Linked DNA regions of Mus musculus: region 1 is linked to region 2. The links are chromatin contacts, called in public HiChIP or PLAC-seq maps. All regions are on one chromosome and are shown on one strand. The core of a region is the stretch at or near the end of the contact, and the rest is flanking DNA. Distances in the headings are between cores, read along the strand shown. Region 1 overlaps Pvt1 (Pvt1 oncogene). Region 2 has its middle 89 kb from the start of Gm24696.

Region 1 (4,533 bases), core at 785-3,284, 630 kb before region 2:
AGATCAAACTGAGTTTCCACCAACAAGATGAGCAATAATTACCACCTGTGTTAGGAACAAAATACAAAGACCAATTGGGCCGTGCATGTTCAGTGGCCCAATCTGAGCTCGGGTATGTCCATTCGACAAAAAGAAATTATTTTGCAGAGTTACTTTCACATCACTAATATATTCCTTTGTGTGGCCCAGAGAATTGTTTTCCAACTGACAAGGTCAGCAAATAACTTGAGTTTAGTCCCTAGAATCCACATGGTAGAAGGAGAGAACCAACTCCTGAAAGTTGTCCTCAGACCTATACACGTGCACTGTGGCATAAATAAATGCATGCAAGCACTCACCACACACGGATTGTTTGTTTGTTTGTTTGTTTGTTTGGAGACAGGGTTTCTCTGTGTAGCCCTGGCTGTCCTGGAACTCACTCTGTAGATCAGGCTGGCCTCGAACTCAGAGATCTGCCTGCCTCTGCCTCCCAAGTGCTGGGATTAAAGGCGTGAGCCAACACTGCCTTGCCACACACGAATTCATACGTGCACACATAAATAAAATAAACATAATAGGATATATTTTTATAGTGTCACTAAAAATGAATCCCGAGGTAGAAAAAAGGAAAGGATCAAAAAGGTAGGTCCAGATCACAGAGGCAACTGTTGTACATCAGTTTGTGAAAAACTACTCACATGGCCATCCTTTTTGAAAGGCCCCAATGCTGGATGATGTCCTTAGAAAATGAATCATTCCTGGACACAAGAGAGTTCTGAAAGCTTCTATCAAAACCAGAAATCTGGTGGCATAGCCTATAACTGCACTAGGAAGACAGGGAAGGGGGGATCAGAAGGTTGGGAACAACCTTGTTCTACAGCAACACTCTATTAGAAATTTCCCCATCACCATCTGCCTTTATGCTACTATTCAAAATGCCCGCCTTCGAAGCGTGTCCATACCCAAAGCTCTTTCCAGCTCACTCATCACCTTCCATAGAAGGTAACAATGGCCTCCTAATCATCTCTCTAGTCATGAGGTTCCTGGTGAATTCAAAGGATGACTGTTTTCCATCTTGCCCTACAGATCTTTGAGGTCTAGCCCATCTGGCCCCAGTGGATAAGTGGTGGCTGAACACTGGACCACTTCCACAAGTGGCTCACATCAGCACTAACACATGGGTCATCAGCCTTACCTAGGAAGCCATAAAACAGACTCCTTCCCAAAGGATGGGTTAGGCTTTAGAACTAGCACTAGCCGGCAGAGGTGACTCCACCAAAGCCACATGAGCAGAGGAAAAGTTCTAGAGCCCAAACCCTTGCAGTATGTCCTGTGCTAGCACAACTATGCAACCAACCATCTTTCCACTCAGGGTCAGCTAGGGCTCTATCTCCAGTGCTACCGGACAGATACAGTATATACAGAGTCCTCCCTGCCAAGCTCCTAGCTGTTCCCTGCCCCCAACAGTTGAAAGCCCTCCTCTATCAGAGGCCAGATCGGGCCTCAGCATTCAGTCTCACCCCATAGAGAGCCTAGGCCTTCTAAAGACATTTTTATTTGTCTAAAGACATTTTACCTTGGGAGTTGGCTTCCTGCACTACAGGACAGCTGCCTTAAGAGGAAGACTCGAGGCAACCAGATTGGGTGGGGGTTTGGGGGAGGGGTGCTAAACTGAGTCAGGCAGGTCTGAGCATCAAATTCTAGATACTCTGATATTCTGACTTATGCTTCTCACTCTGCCTCTGAACTGGTATCATCTACTAGACCCCATTCCTTCAAACACCAAATGGGTATAAGGACAGTGAGATTTAATACACAAGAATTCTTCCACTTGTTCACTAAAAAAAAAAAAAAAAAAAAAAAAAAAAAAAAAAAAAAGATTGAATTCTCAAGGTAGCTTCAGGATGCTCCCAAAACACGCACGATACAAGAAAGTTGGCTGATCTTCCTGAGACGCACCTAGGGCCCAGGAATCTGCCCTACTTCACTCTTGCCCCAGCTTGCTTAATCACCGCCCTGGCTCCCTGCCTGTCAGCCAGCTGCTGACTTGAATTGAACTTTTGGATTCTGAATCCTAGCTGGCAGCCCGAGGTGTGTATCACTCCCTAGCCTACACACATAGGCCTAGAAAGGAATCAGGGTAAAAGAGTCCTTGAGGAGGACAGAGAGGGTCAAATGCCAGTGTGAACTGCCTTTAAATGCCCCAAGAGTCAGGACAGCCCATCTGGGTCCCACACAAGGGCTCACTGTTGAGTACACAGCTGTACCACTTGTGACTCAGAGAATGACTCAGCAGTCCACTAGAAGAGCATGCAGAAAAGCTTTTGAGTCACTTCTAGAAGGGGGGGGGGGGGGTGTGCCAAGCTACCAGCACAGCTCAGTCCAGAGGAATGCCCTCCCCTGCCAGCCTTGCCCACTGCCTGAGATTCATACACTCGGTATCCCAGCAGGGGCACGTGATGGGCCTGACACTGGGCCAGGCCAAATAGGCAGGGGCAACAAAAGTCCCATTTCCCGGCTGGGATGAGATCATTGTGAAGCGGGGGAGAAAGGAAGCAGGATCCAGGACCCAAGAAGGGGTGGGGATGGCCAGGAAGTCAGCAAGCATCCCTGCTAGGATAGAACAGGGAACAAAGGGGCAAAATAGAGCCTGGGCCCAAGGGCACAATGGGACCCCCAGTGTAAATTACTCTGAATGGCACACAGACTCAGAGAGTATCTTGTACCACCCCCATCCCCAACCTCCCACATTTCCCTCCTTCTTCATTCATCTTTATTTATTAGAACTCAACTTTGGTTACTCAGCCCAGCAAATACACCCCTACAGAAAGCTTCTGTCACAACCAGCTTGAGTCAAGATATACTGTGGAGACCTCTACATCAGCATGCCCCTCCCCTCCCGCAGAGTCCCTCTATTCTATTCCTTCTTTATGGGACCTGTGCAGCTCCTGCTGCAGCTCTTCCATACAGACTTCCAGGAGAAGTGAGAAACTTGCTTTCTTTCTCAGCAACCTCTAGGTTGGCAAAGTCACAAGAGCATTGCCCTACAAGCTGAAGAGCATGCTCTATATTAGAGCAAAGGCGGGCCAAGCCCCTGGAGGGATCACTATCAAAGAGCATCCAGGTCATTCACTTAAGGCTGGGCATGGTGGCCACATACCCTTGGCCCCAGTGTTTGAGAGGCAGAGGCAGGACAATCTTTGAGTTAGAGACTAGCCTGGCCTTCATAGCAAGCTCAAGGACAGCCAGGACTACTTAGAGACCCTGTCTCAAAAATAGAGAGAAAGAGAGAAAGAGAGAGAGAAAGAAAGGAAGGAAGGAAGGAAGGAAGGAAGGAAGGAAGGAAGGAAGGAAGGAAGGAAGGAAGGAAGAAAAAAGAGGGAGAGAGGGAGGGAGGGAGGGAGGGAGGGAGGGAGGGAGGGAGGGAGGGAGGGAGGGAGGGAGGAAGGGACCAGAAGTTGAGAAAGGTAGGTAGTCACCTATGTCTTCCTGATAATAAGGAATGGCCAATGGCCTCAGCTCATTTTACTCAGCCTTGTTTTGGTTCTCTGGCTTTACCTCCTCGTCTTGCTGAGATGCTGCAAAGTATACCATTCAATTGTTTTATATATATATATATATATATATATATATATATATATATATATATATTTTTTTTTTTTGTTTTGTTTTTTTTTGTTTTTGTTTTTGTTTTCCGAGACAGGGTTTCTCTGTATAGCCCTGGCTGTCCTGGGACTCACTTTGTAGACCAGGCTATATTAATAAACTCAAGGAAAAATCTCAATCCTATGAGACAGACGTCACTGTGGCTTGCTATTTTATAGAGGGATTGAACAGAGACCCAGAACAGTTAATTACATTCACAGTGACATTCGAACCTAAGTGACTCACATCCGAGTACCAAGCTCTACACCTCACTTCCTATTAGCCCCACACCTTCCAAATCAGGAAAGGGAAACACTGACCAGCCTTCAGCCTCCAGTTTCTCATTTTGGTGAATTGTAGAACTAAGTGTATGTGTGTGTGCATGTGTGCGTGCGTGCGTGCGTGCGTGTGTGTGTGTGTGTGTGTGTGTGTGTGTGTAGATGAGGGGAGGGTGGTTCAAAAATGTTTGTCAAAAGTAAAAGGGTTTTGAGCTGGGCGTGGTGGCACACTCCTTTAATCCCAGCACTCAGGAGGCAGAGGCAGGCGGATTTCTGAGTTCGAGGCCAGCCTGGTCCACAAAGTGAGTTCCAGGACAGCCTGGGCTATACAGAGAAACCCTGTCTTGAAAAAACAAACAAACAAACAAAAAAGTAAAAGGGTTTTGAATGCACAAGAGCCAACACTTAGTTCAAATCAAAAGCAGGAAGAAGAATCCGAGAAGTTTCTGGCAGGGCTCACCCATGGAGCATCACATGGTTTCACCGCAGTGTGAACACACGGAGCTCTGTAACTTACATGAATATCAGTTTAGTTATTTATTTGTTTATTTGTTTGTTTGTTTATCTATGTACTTAATTACTTACTTACTTACTTACTTACTTACTTACTTACTTACTTACTTACTATGGG
Region 2 (4,980 bases), core at 2,051-4,550:
GATTCAGAAGTTTATATTTTGTAGCCATCATATATTAGTCCCTGCATTTAGACCCTTGCATAAAGCTGTGTATCATGTTTCATATCTCATAAAATCACTGTAGATATTATCTTTAGTGACCTTATATTGGATCATATGGAATTAGTATGGTGTGATATAGTATTCAGCCATTTCCAGTCATTTAGAATGATTTCTACTCATAGTCATCATAACCCAATTTTGACTATTGTAAATCAAGTTTAAATGAACATCCCTGTGCCTATTTTTTTATTACTATTATTTCCTTAGGCTAGCTGCCCAGAGTTGGAATGACTGGGTCCTAGGCTATGAATATTTTTAAGGCTCTGTTGTTGTACTGCCAAATTGTCTTCCAAAGGGGTCATAACAATTTGCATTCTGCCTGGAGTGAGTGAGGAGGCCTGTCTCCCCTTATGCTTGCCAGCTACACTGAAGTTTACGCTACTGTTCTTATTACCATGTGCTCTTCAATCCTCAAGAGTACCAGGGTTTAAAAATTCAACTTAGATTTATTTGCTGCTTCTGAATTTAAAAGTGCTGCCCATACGTTGAAATTGCTGGGTAAATAAAGGAAAAAAAATTAAACACATAAAGCAAACCAAAACAAGAGTAAAAGCACTGACCTTCTAACTACTCTTAGATATTCATGCAGTTCCAATTCATAAATGAATTCTTTTTCACAATCATTTAGTGCTTCATGTCTTTAAATTTATACTTCTACAAATCATTAATAATCATTTATTTTCTTTTACAATTTTTAGGTTGACACACAAGATAATGGATTTGATTTGGGCATTTCAATGCATGGCTAGTATTAGCTTTAAACCCTCCCTTTCTTCCCCAGCACCCAGTCATACAGCTGGTACCTGTCTTTGAAACTGTTATTTGAAATACAATTGCTTATTCAATTCTTATTTGGCTAGGTCAATTTCTGATTCTCTGGATGGCTCTGAGTATGTGAGAAATTAAACACTTTTATCAAAGTCTTCTGAACTTTTCAACTATGACATATTTTGTCCTGAATAGTAAGTTTTGTAGTGAAAAACTGTCTTATGTGTCATAGCAGTTCACAGCTCTCCGAGAACTGTGAAAACCAAAAATACTTGCAGACATTACCAGATGTCCTCTGGGTAACACAAACCCCAGGATGACACCCTCCATGTTGTGCTGCTTGAGCCACTTGTCAGCTTGTAGACCCGCATCCTGTCAAGGGCATGTCTCACCAACTGGTAAGGCCCATTCAAACTTTCTACAGTACTGGCTATAAAGGCCATTTGTACACAGAGTTGAGAGTTCCCAATTCAGGAATTTCCCAGACTTTCAACACTATTATTGCTTTCACTTAAACATGTACAGAGTATTTTATCTTTGTCACATACTGTTTAAATACCAAGGGCACTCAGCATTTCCAAGGTAAAGATTTCCCTTACTTTTTCTCCACATACCTTTTCCTACTTTGCTATGTATATACCTAGTTAGTATGTGAACATCTCTTTACTCCTTACTTTTTTCAGATAGGGAATAAGGAATTGAACAATTTATTAAAAATAGGAGCTGAACTGAGTTGAGCATAGCAAAACAGAGAGTAGCCTCTTGTACCTCTCTTTCAATGACAGACTTATTAAATTCTCTCTCTCTCTCTCTCTCTCTCTCTCTCTCTCTCTCTCTCTCTGTGTGTGTGTGTGTGTGTGTGTGTGTGTGTGTGTGTGTGTGTGTTTTATGAAGGCACGTGTATATGCATGTGCCTGCCTGTGGAGACTAGAGGTCAAAAACAGGTATATGTCTTCTTCTCTTCTTCTGTTTAAGTCTTCACTTTATTTTCTGAGATACTACCTCCCACTGAATCTATTTTGCTTAGACTGGTTGGCCAGTAAGCCCTTAGAATTCTCTTGTCTCCATCTCTCACAAGCCCCATAGCCAGTTTAGAGAGGCATGCTTCTGTGACCAGCTTCCTGTAAGTGCAGGATACCCAAGCTCACGTCCTCATGCTTGTATACCAAGCACATTATCCTCAGAACCATTTCCCTAGCTCCTTGCTGACTTTTGGTTTTTGACAGTAGAGGTTTCACATTCTAAAACCTGATGTAATATTATGCATTCAATCCCTAAATTTAGTCTTTTGGCTACTATGCTGCATCAAGTATTCTTATTTCATCTCCCAACTAAAGATTCTTAAAACAGTATTCACTTTGCCCCTAACTTAGGCCTATCATATTGACAGGGGAGCTCTCTTGGACATTAGTTATAACAGCAAACCCTATAGAAGCTAGGTAGAGTATTAGTGGAATGTAGCGTGATGGATAGGAAGGTACCACAGAAACCAGTTGTTTTATATCCCCTTTTCATAAGTGCAAAAATCAGAAGCTCAGAGAAAAAGTGTTTGTCTAATTATAATAGCTATCTTCTCACCATGAGCCACAATTAGAAAACTGTTTTCTGAACTACTAGTATGTACAAAGACACTAAGAGGAACAATGGCATAGCTTAAGAAACACACAGACACACAGACACTGACACACAGACACACAGACACACACACACCCAGACACACACACACGCACACACACACCCAGACACACACACACACACCTGCTGACTCTGTTATTACAGGTATCTAGAGAAAAGAAAGGATTTGAATCACAGGTACAACTTATAACAATGACATCTTTAACGACCCAGAATTAGTGACATCTTCAGACAATTGTGTCTGTCTTGATGACAGTGACTAAAGATAATAAAATGCATTTGCTTGGCTGAGAATGAGTAAGGAAAGAAATGAGCCATATATATTGCTACAGCTGAGGGTTTGGATTCTTCTTTTCCAGACTGGCACTGTAATCTCAGGAACTGACTACAAGAGTATGGTAGGATAACAGTTAATGCTACTCCAGATCTCTGAGCAAATGAACCATACCCAAAAGAGTTTTCTTTCATTTTCCACCTCTCCTACTTCTGTCTACATCTGAAAGCTAGACAAAGCTCTTCGCTACGAGGCAGAGGATAAAAACTGATTGCTAAAATGAGCTGTTCTTAAATTGAACCAAAATGTACCAGCAACCAATTTTAAAGATAATGATGTGAATTTTATTTAATCCTCACTATTTGGGCTAGTTTCGGTTTCCCAAGCACCGACTGCTCAATAAATGGACAATATAAATAAACAATGCATCTATTTCACAAGACACCTGTGATTAACAGGGAACATTATCTTAACCTCTTTGTAGCCTTTTCTCTGTCAACTCATAAACTTCTTATTTGCTCTGTGACTCAGCATACCTGTGACAATAACTATATAGCAATTCATTGATATCAACAGGATGTTTGGTTTGGGTTAGCCATGAATAAATACTGATACCACTAATCCAAAAAATCACCAGTATGATAAAAATAAATATTCTGACCTTGCGGTGAGTGAGTAATTGGACATGAATTACATTTGTCTTTCTGATAATGATGCAAAGCAGAATGGCAGAGCAAAGGGACATCCTGTATTTATGTGCTCCTACTACAATGGGTAATTAAGTGGAGTTGAATAGTTTAAGGTCATACTGTGGTCCTTGCCCTTGCTTTGTGCAGTTGAAGTGGGGGTGGTAAACACCAATGCCCTCCAATAGCAAGGGCCAGGAGCACAGTGCTAGTTGTTACTCTGGGCTATGCTATGCCTAGTTTAGCTGCCTGTCTTGAGCTCAAGTGAGATGAATTATGGGCATGTCATAAATAGTAAGAGACTTGTAATATATAAGTTAATATTATTGCTTCTCTATAAATAATTTATGTTTTTAGCCCCATTTCAAGTCAATGGCTCTTAACCCTTATGAACAGTGGTGAATTACATTACAATAAATGCTAGAAGATCTCTTTTCAGAGGAGGAATACAGCCCTAAACATATTTATGTGCATACATTCAATGCTGTTTTTATGAAATTCCAGAAGGTTCTTAGAACTTAAGCAAACAGATTTTTAGGGCTGCATGAGATCTAGATCACAATTTATTGATTCAAGGTGTTTTGGTGTAAATAAATAAACAAACAAATAAATAAATGGCTTTTTGTACTGTCCAACAGAGAAACTAGGGCATAGATAGATGTCTTTTTCTAATCATATCTTCAGTAGTCGTACAGGTCTATAATCCCAACACTCAGGAGGCCAAGATACATAGTAGACGATATCCTTGAAATGCAAGAGTGTCAGGCCACCCAGGCAAGGCTACACACCATAATACTCTTTAATAAGCATTTCCAAGTCCCATTGAAACTTGAAAACTGAGGCAGAGAAGTGTTAAATAACTTGTTCAAGATCAGAACTGGCTTTCAGAACACAAGACTTCTGTTGAATCACAGGGCCTCACTACTGAAAGGAATCTTGTTTTGCTGAGTTCTCTGTGGTGGTCAACTCAAAAGTTTGATCCTGCACCTTTGCCTCATTGCAGTCACTAAGCAGATTCAGTGGGTTTAGAAACCAGTACAGGAAGTCAGGAGGTAAGTAATGGAGGGTATTGGAAGGAGTAGGGAGTGGCTCTCGTCAAAGCACATGCCATCCTGGTATTAAATTCTCAAACAATATGAGAATACATTATGTGCACATATGAACACTTTCAAAGAATAAATAATGAAATATAGTGAGCAAAAGACCAGGTGTTTTGTTGTAACATATATCTTAATTTCAGCAGCTGAGAGTCGGAAGCAAGTAGATGCTGTGGTCCAGGACAGCCTGCGCTATCCACTCTGTCTCAGACCAAAGACCAACAAGTCATCATTGCTTTCATTGTCTCTTAGAAGTAATAATCTTGCCTATGATCACACAGTTGTTCTCCGTTAAGATAGATCTGACCCCTTATGATCCCTTCTCAGCTATTTCTTCACCACATCCCTCTACCACCTTCATGTTTATTCATGTAGCACTTGCTTATCTCGTTCCCTTCACTAGACCTCCAATTCCACAAAGGCAGAGACTTGATCCCTA

The links. HiChIP or PLAC-seq counts read pairs in DNA pulled down with a chosen protein or histone mark.
Region 1: a FOXA1 HiChIP or PLAC-seq map of pancreatic cancer cells shows a contact between it and region 2. The contact joins two enhancer-like sites. A contact is called at or near these places in 2 of 115 datasets of contacts at active chromatin or transcription factors (CD8 T cells and pancreatic cancer cells).

Annotation. Positions count from the first base shown.
Region 1 is chr15:62,077,307-62,081,839 of GRCm38.p6, reverse strand. The region is part of intron 1 of Pvt1 (Pvt1 oncogene); the gene reads right to left. Among named protein-coding and RNA genes, the nearest start is that of Pvt1, 42 kb to the right of the region's middle. Within about 2 kb of position 2,034, at least 192 of the 459 cell types and tissues checked have an H3K27ac peak or open chromatin away from gene starts, as enhancers often do. A contact at or near this core is called in pancreatic cancer cells, where this site is marked.
Region 2 is chr15:61,444,866-61,449,845 of GRCm38.p6, reverse strand. No RefSeq gene overlaps it. Among named protein-coding and RNA genes, the nearest start is that of Gm24696, 89 kb to the right of the region's middle. Within about 2 kb of position 3,300, at least 22 of the 459 cell types and tissues checked have an H3K27ac peak or open chromatin away from gene starts, as enhancers often do. A contact at or near this core is called in pancreatic cancer cells, where this site is marked.